Linked DNA regions of Dromaius novaehollandiae: region 1 is linked to region 2. Evidence: chromatin contacts called from public Hi-C data. All regions are on one chromosome and are shown on one strand. The core of a region is the stretch at or near the end of the contact, and the rest is flanking DNA. Distances in the headings are between cores, read along the strand shown.

Evidence for each region. A called contact is a pair of places that touch in the nucleus more often than the background predicts.
Region 1: a Hi-C map of ovary shows a contact between it and region 2, with 4 times the contacts expected there. The contact joins two enhancer-like sites. A contact is called at or near these places in 3 of 4 Hi-C or Micro-C datasets (brain, liver and ovary).

The regions. Positions count from the first base shown.
Region 1 is chr1:204,727,823-204,731,753 of bDroNov1.hap1, reverse strand. No RefSeq gene overlaps it. Among named protein-coding and RNA genes, the nearest start is that of ARHGAP42, 24 kb to the right of the region's middle. Within about 2 kb of position 1,588, at least 2 of the 2 cell types and tissues checked have open chromatin away from gene starts, as enhancers often do.
Region 2 is chr1:204,593,985-204,598,015 of bDroNov1.hap1, reverse strand. ARHGAP42 (Rho GTPase activating protein 42) reads left to right here. Exons shown (of 24, transcript XM_026109167.2): 7 at 2,826-2,930. Among named protein-coding and RNA genes, the nearest start is that of PGR, 100 kb to the right of the region's middle. Within about 2 kb of position 2,210, at least 1 of the 2 cell types and tissues checked has open chromatin away from gene starts, as enhancers often do.

The DNA of each region.
Region 1 (3,931 bases), core at 339-2,838, 130 kb before region 2:
TTTTAACATATATAAAGTTCAGGAAGATTTTAATGGTCATGTCTTTTCATGCTACTTAGCATGAGTACCATCACTGTACTCAGAGTCCCAAACTACACTTAGTTGTCTACTATTGTACACTGACCCGATCACATTAACATCTTCTGCTCTCTGGGCCCATCCATCAAAGCAATGCAGATCCCCTCTTCTACTTCAAGGATCCTAGGAACATACTATAATAGGGAAGGGAAGGCAACACTGACTGATCAGCAGGCACCAGTAGTGATCCTCTTTACTCTCTGCTAGCTACAACTTTGTCCTTGTTTATGTTACACATTTGGCTTCTGCTCACTCCACAATTTTAGAATATCAATATGCTGCAACTCATCATTTTTTCCAGTCCAGTTAGCTTCAGTAACATAATTCCGTGTGTGACTTGGAGTGAGGAAAGAACAGGTCATGTCAAGTAAAAGTGTTTTAATTCTAGTACCAAAAAAAGTTTTGTTTAGAAACATCCCCTGTAAAGTCTATCTGGTGCTAATTAGATTCTCCTTTTAAACTGTTTCATATTAGACAATCATAAATTTTAGATACTTTTTGATAAATATATTCCTTCAAAAATCAGAAACTGTGCTGGATGATATAACTCATATTATCACATCTGTTTTCCTACCCTGAAATATCTTTGCTTTCCTGACTGCCTTCTGACTATGACCAGTAGAGGGCATTTCAGGACTGAATTATGTGCATACAAAACTAAAAAAGACTAGCATTTCTATCACAAATAGTAATTTGCTTATATTAGAGGAATCTATGTTTGAAGCTTAATAAATATTTTAGCATAAACTCTGAAGATTTCAATGTAAATATCATATCCCTAATATTTAAGTAAAATGTCACATGCAACATTTATTTGAGTAAGTGCTCTGTTTTCAAATTTGTTTTACAAAATTGTTTATTGTGCGTATACCACTGAACCACTGTAAAAATGACATTTAGGCAGTTAAATGCATAGGCACATTAAAACTTAATATATAATTCCCCTTAAGTAGGGGGGAAAATTATCTGCATAGAAGTCAATCATTGCAAGATTTTATTTTAATGAGCAGAAGGCCTATTTCAGCATTATTAACCATTTAATTGCATGTCCTTTACTTCAATTATGAGATTATTTATATCAGGTTAAATCTGTTTTTGCAAATTGGCTGATTAAAACCAAACGAGATGCTCATCCTATCTTAAAAGATATACCTCTTCATATTGTCATGCGAGTTTCAGATGTGGTTCTTCAAAGTGAGCTGCAAATCTGAATGGGATAAATACAATATTCAATACAAGTAAGCACAAATGAAAACAACTGCTAAAAATACAGCCTTACTAGCCTGGTGTTAAAAAGTGTACACCCAAATCTGCTTGCACAATTGCATGCCCAATTACATTAGCTGGGCTTTTTGAATGTGGATATTCAGTTACATGCCTTCATTTGAGCTTATAGTTATGCTAAGGGTGCTTGTGTAAGTGCATGCACGCTGTTGGGAGTCCCAGGCTGTAAGTGGGTTGCTGACACAGACTGAGCAGAGTCAGCCACAGCTGTGCCCTAATTAAGGGTTTCCTCAGGTTACAGCATTTTAGTTTGTTCCAAGACTGAATGACAGAGCTTTTTACAGGAGTTTCCACAGACTCAGAGTGAGAACAGGGGAGGGACTCCAACAGCAAAGCAATAGTGCATGAGGATGCTGCCTAGCTGGCCCTGGGATAAGATTTAGATGTGGAAGAAGGCATCCATAACATCACTTCTTTAGCCTTCTAACAAAACTTTGAAACTATAGTATGACCTACTTTAATGTGGCTGTCATCTTCCACTGCATGACAAGCCACCCTGTCAGAAGCATGTATTCAGCATCATTCACAGTTTAAACTGTATTTCTGTATTTTGTTAAACACAAATTCCCACACTTGGATCTGTAGCAAAGTATTATTTTGGGGAAGAACAGCATTAGAGTAAGTTGTGAACCTCCATAATTTCAATAAAGTGGTCCTTTTTTCTACTTTATGGAAGTAAAAGAAGAAAATATTTCAAGCTTTCATCACACTGGTAATTTAAACAACCATTTAAAAATAGATGTGCCATTTTCCCCTGAGGAGATAAAAGGCTCTAGAATAATACGTGCCATATGCTAGCCATAATCCTTAGTTGCACTGCTGGCTGGCAATTGTTTTGCGGAGTGAAAGCAGATATATATGTATATGTGTGTGTGTCTGTATATATATATATATATGTGTGTGTGTGTGTGTGTGTGTATGCATATATATATATACACATTTATATAAAAGAGTTTATGACCTTGCTGGATTTTCCTTTAAAAAAAAAAAAAAAAAAAAACAAGTTTTCCAAACTACATATTTCCATATAGCTTACCACTGAGAACCTGAAAAACCTGTTCTCATGCAAATCTGTCCTGAAATAATATTGCTTTTGGCAAGGCATATTCCTGGGGGAAATTCCCAGTCAACTGAGTAGAGTGATACTGATCTAATGAAAAGAAAACTATAATGATAATGACAGAAGGAAGAGTGCAAATGGCTACTCAAAGGTATTAAGTATACGTGCCTGATCTGGTGGGGATCAGGCTTCACTCTCAGGGTGATCTGGCTAAATGAGGAACCTGCTTAAGGTCACCTTCAAACTCCACCTAAAGATTAGCCAACATTTTAAAACTATGACTCCACTGTGCACTTAAATCACCAGCACAGGAAACTAGATATGGATTTTCAGTTACTTCAAGTGAAAAGAGACCATGAAGTTCAAAGCACTGGATAAAAAACTGGTTTTCAGAAGCTAAGTCCTAGAAAAATGATTGTGATAGCAGAAAGACACCTCAGGTGTAAACTCACAACACACCCAAAGCAGCTTAATGACAGGCTGCCAGCGAAAGGGATAGTCCTGCTCTCCTGCCCACCCCGGCTGTGCTGCGTTTGCCTTGGAGCTAGTGGCAGCAAGGCCACAGCAGGAGCTGCACCCACCCCCTCGCTGCTACAGGGCTGCTCCATGAGGGAGGGTGAGTCGGGAGCCAGGGCTGGCGATGGCATGGTCAGTGCCATCACCCACCAGGCACAGGCCTGCAGCACCTCAGCAGGGTGGGTAAAGCAGGGTGCTGGTAACACCGGCAGCCCCAGACAAGGTCAGTCGAGCCCATAGGCCATGCAGGTTGCCCACTCAGAAGCAGCAGGAAGCAGGGCCAGAGATATGAGGGTAGAGAAGATTACATAGGCTTGAGGTCCACCAGAAGACAGCACCGGAGACAACCAACCTACAAGACAGATCTGAGTCTATCAAGAAGACAAGGCCAGAAGCACCACAGCAGACAGATACACCTATGGCACAGCTCAGGCAAGGGCTGATTGCCCAAGCCTGAGCTGAAAAGCAGCTCCTAGACCAAGGGGCAGAGGGCGTGGGTGGAAGTCCCAGGTGAGGCTGGTCAGGGCAATTAAGGTGTATTAGTGTGCTCAAGGCACTGACATTTATATCATGGAAAAATCTGGTACTGAAAAGAAGGCTACACAATCACCAGGAGCTCTTGCAAATATAAGGATAGGTTGTTTGACTTTAGTGTCTTTAGAATATGCACCAGCCAATTACACTTCTAGTTTATAAATGAAAACATTTTAAGAGCTAAACTGAAGTTTATCTTAGTCTCCTATTGCTGAAAACTGTAGCTTGTACTGATACCCTGGCTCCCTCTCACTCAAGTTTTTCAGCAATGATACATAAGAGAAGTAATGGTAATATGCACTGATTTATTTCCTCTTATCTGCCATCTGGAATTGTGCTTAATACTTGCTTTAGTGGTTGGCAAGTGTGGTGAAGAGTTTACACCTGCTCCTTACCCCAGCACTGAAGAGAGAATAATAAAAGCCTGCTTTGGTAAACCTGAATATGACAGTGTTTGGG
Region 2 (4,031 bases), core at 961-3,460:
CACTGCCGTTCCTTCCAAGATTTTTGATTGTCTACGCCAAAAGATATGGGTGGTCTGGGACAGAGTGGAAAAAATTGCCAGGCGTGTTACACCTAGGGGAGCAGAAGCTGCCAGAATGGAGAACGTCCCTCTCCTCCAGGGAGAAGAAGAAATTTTGAGGGACGAAATGGTTCCTACTCTGAACAGGGGAATCTGGTGTTCAGAGGAGACTTCTGCAGCTGGCCCTCCTTCCCTGGGTTTCTCTGCTGTGCTGTGCCTCTTGCCTCAAGAAGGTACTAATGTATATTAAAATATGAGTAATTGGCAACTGCCTATTTGTGGTCCTCCTAGATTTTAATATTTTTCAAGGAAAAAAAATATACTAAAATTTTTCATTCAGATTACAAGTTTGAACCTGCTCTCAAGCACAAATTAATTTTACAATTTACCCTGCAGCAGGCTAAAAACAAAACAAAGTAGGTGAAAATAATCTCTGCTCCTAGTTTTGCCATTTTGGGCCCAGAGAAACTAGTCAAAACCAATGCGATTTTCTGGAGATGTACACTTTTTCAGAGTAAAACACTTCCTAGGGCTCCGCTCTGTCGCTCAGTCATGCCAGGATCCCCACTGGCCTGCAGGGATCAGGGCCCAGAGTTCAGAAACAGTAAACGATCTGAAGTGAGAGGAATGGTCCGTTAACTGTCACAAAAGCCTAGAAGTGTTTATTTAAAGAGGAAAAAAAATCGGAGTGTAATTGCATGTAGTCCCATGAGACTTCACTTTTTTGTCTAAAGAAACTGTGGATAATAAAACTCAAACTCAATTTCCCGTTTCTTGGATTTCCTACGTTATTAGCCACATTCACTTTAATCTGATGGATAAGTACCTTCTGGTGCTATCTACTTATAAATAAAATGAAACCAGGGAGACAGGGACTTTTGGCTGATGCACTGCAGGCCAGAGGTTAAATTCCTCTCCTATCCGAAACCTAAGTACAGTCGTCTTCCTGTGAGAATGAAATGACCAAGCAGTTCTTGAGGTCACAAGCTCGGCATAAAAATAAATAAAGTCCCACGAAGGAGCTGGATTTTGTTTCAGGTTCTGGTTTGAAATCCTTGCAGCTCTTGCAGCGTGCAGGCAGTGAGTAGCATTGCATTACTGAGTTCAAACCTTGCTTTTTATTGATCTGTCCAATTAGGTATTCAAAGAGGGGTAACTATAAGGGACATGTAACACTTAAAAAATCAATGGTATCAACACATCAGGGATTATATGTAATGTTTGGTGAGCCAAGGCACCTCTTCACATGTGAAAACCACCTTGAAACACATTCTGAAAATCTTTTTTGATTAAAAGAATATCTGGCTATATTTTTTTTTCCTGTTATTTAAAATAACTGACTCTAGCATCGGTGCTGCTTGTAACATCAGCAACGACACAACCCCACTAACAGCATAAGCATAGGGCAAAAGTACCCGACTTTCAGATCTCCGTGCAGTGCTACGACAGTGCTGCCACCCCTCCCAAGGGGAGAGAAGAGGTTATGAGAAAGCCTTACAGCGCAGGCCCTTTGGGTGCAGGCTGTTTTCTGGTCTCCTTTTCTTCCACCACTAGTGATATGTTCATAGGAGCAAATAACATCCTTAGTATCAGTTTCTTTAACACAGAGCATCAGTAACCTGGACTAGGACTGGCATAAAATAAGCACATTTTTACTTTTCTTCTATTCTTGTTTTTCTGTGTGCTTAGAGAGTATTTGACCAAGAGAATTTCAAAGCCAGACCTCTGCAATGCACAGCTGCCAGAAGACCAGGACAGCAGTTTAATTCAAATGCATGCAGAATTTTTGTCTTTTTTTCTTTTTGCCGCATGTTTTGTGCTCTCAGATAACTTCAGCTTTGCTGCCATCTAGTGCCCAGTGTTTTCCCCGCAATAGTTCTCGGTGTTCTACATTCTCAGTAAAAACTGTTTGTGTGACAGAAACTGGTTTTCTTTCAATAGTCAAGCTGAAGTTTAACCAATTTGTAGTATGTTCTTCAGAAATGACTTCTAAGTGGATCTTTAAAGATCAGGCATAAACTGACATGCTGAATCTTTCCCCCACTATTTCTTTTGCTGCAATTTTGGGTGTGCTCTGACAGTCTGCTTTGGCTGCAGTTTTGCTGAGCGCTCATATTACTACCACAATTCTTCTTTCACTGAATAAGAGGGGTTTAGCAGTAGGCTCTTATTATGGTTTAAGCGAACCCACCTGCTTTTGACTGAAGCAAGCTGGAGTGATGACAGGAGTAGGGGCGCTGCTGTATCTGAAGGTGCTGCGGTAGCTGGGGGTGGTGCTACTTAGACTAGATGATTAATTTTTCAATGGATATAATACAGTAAGATAAATCAGGCCTGTTTCTCTGCTTTTGTTATTCTGTGTCCCAATGAATATATCCTTCTTTTTATCTTTGCTTGGCTGTATTTAAGCTAAACTACATATACAAAGGGAAACACTCCACAATAAAAATTAAATGCTTGTTACTTAATAGCATGTGATGCAACTTACTGCAGTGTCTAGATGAACATTGCTTTATTTTATAACAGATTAAGTTAAATGGCATTTTAAAACTAATAGGTGGTAGGAATGTTTTGCTGCCGAAAACAAATTAAAAAATCAACTGTCCTTAGTTTTTTGCTTTCTAGTATTTACCTGAATAAAAATGTTTATCAGTCATTTAAGAACTATTTTTTCACTAGCATAGGCAATATTCCTTATTTCTAAGTTAGTGTGTGTGTTTTACTTGTAGTATTTAACTTTAAGAGCACTTGTTAATATGTAATGCTTCTTCTATTTACCTTTTCAGCTTTTGGCCTTTCTTCAAGGATTATTTACATTTTACCATGAAGGATATGAACTGGCTCAGGAGTTTGCACCATACAAGCAGCAGCTGCAGTTCAATTTACAGAATGTAAGGCTGATTTGTATTTATGCCATTTTGTTTGCTAATTTGATTTCAGGATATTAAAGCAAACTCATAGCATTTTATTGGATCTGTAAATCTTGCAGTGTTTCAGTAATCTGAAATCAAATTAATATGTAAATAAGTACAAAATATTTTGGTAAGCATAATGTGATGAAGATTCCAGTCAGTAAAGAACTCCAGAAAATCAGTCTTTGCTTCAAAGATTTTGTGACCAAGACCCAGGAAATGGGGCCAGCAGCTAAGTTTCCATTAAAAAGCACAGTTGTCCAGATTGGTTTAAGCATGTATTATGTTAAGTGCTTTCTTGAGAGTGGGATCTATTTTCTGGAGTAAGTGGATGTCCCCAAAATGTTCCAGCTGGTAAAGAATGGTGCAGTTTGTTTCTTTAAAATCACAGGTTGCCATGAACAACTTGTTCTGCTGTCCACTGGCTTCCCGCTGGATATGAAGCATCCTTTGGAAGCCCTTCCCTGACTGTACTCTGGATTTAGTCTGTCTGCGTAAGAGAACTGGTGGGGCCTTCCTCCATGGGAAGCAGCTCTCACGAGCATCAAGTTCCACTGGAAAAAAGGTTTTCTTACATGTATAGAGAATACTCTCAACTGAACAGATGGATCTCTTGCTGTAGCTTGGTCTAAATTTGGGGCTAAGGGCCATACAAGATGAGATTGTGACCAAAGATTCCATGGCTTTCAGAAATAGCACTTTAAAAATGCATTTAATCAACATATTTTTCCACCCATCATAACTGATGTATACAAAGAATATTTCCCTGTGAGGAAATCAGTAGAGAGAATTAATATTATTTTATTTTAAAGTTTTTATGGTAGACTCAGATGTTACAATTCCAAGGACATATGATCCGTTGTCATTTGCTTTTAAGGGGAAAAGTAGAATTAAACATGTTAATATTGGGCCAACCTTACATTTTTTCATGCCAACTATCTTCAAAATAAAGAACAAATGAAAAAAAGAGTGATTGAAATTTATCAGTTTACTCAGGCTGTTGTATTTTTGGAATGAATCCTTTTTTTTTTTGCTTCAGAGAAGAAAAGATACACACCTAACAAACTGTTGTAGCTCCGC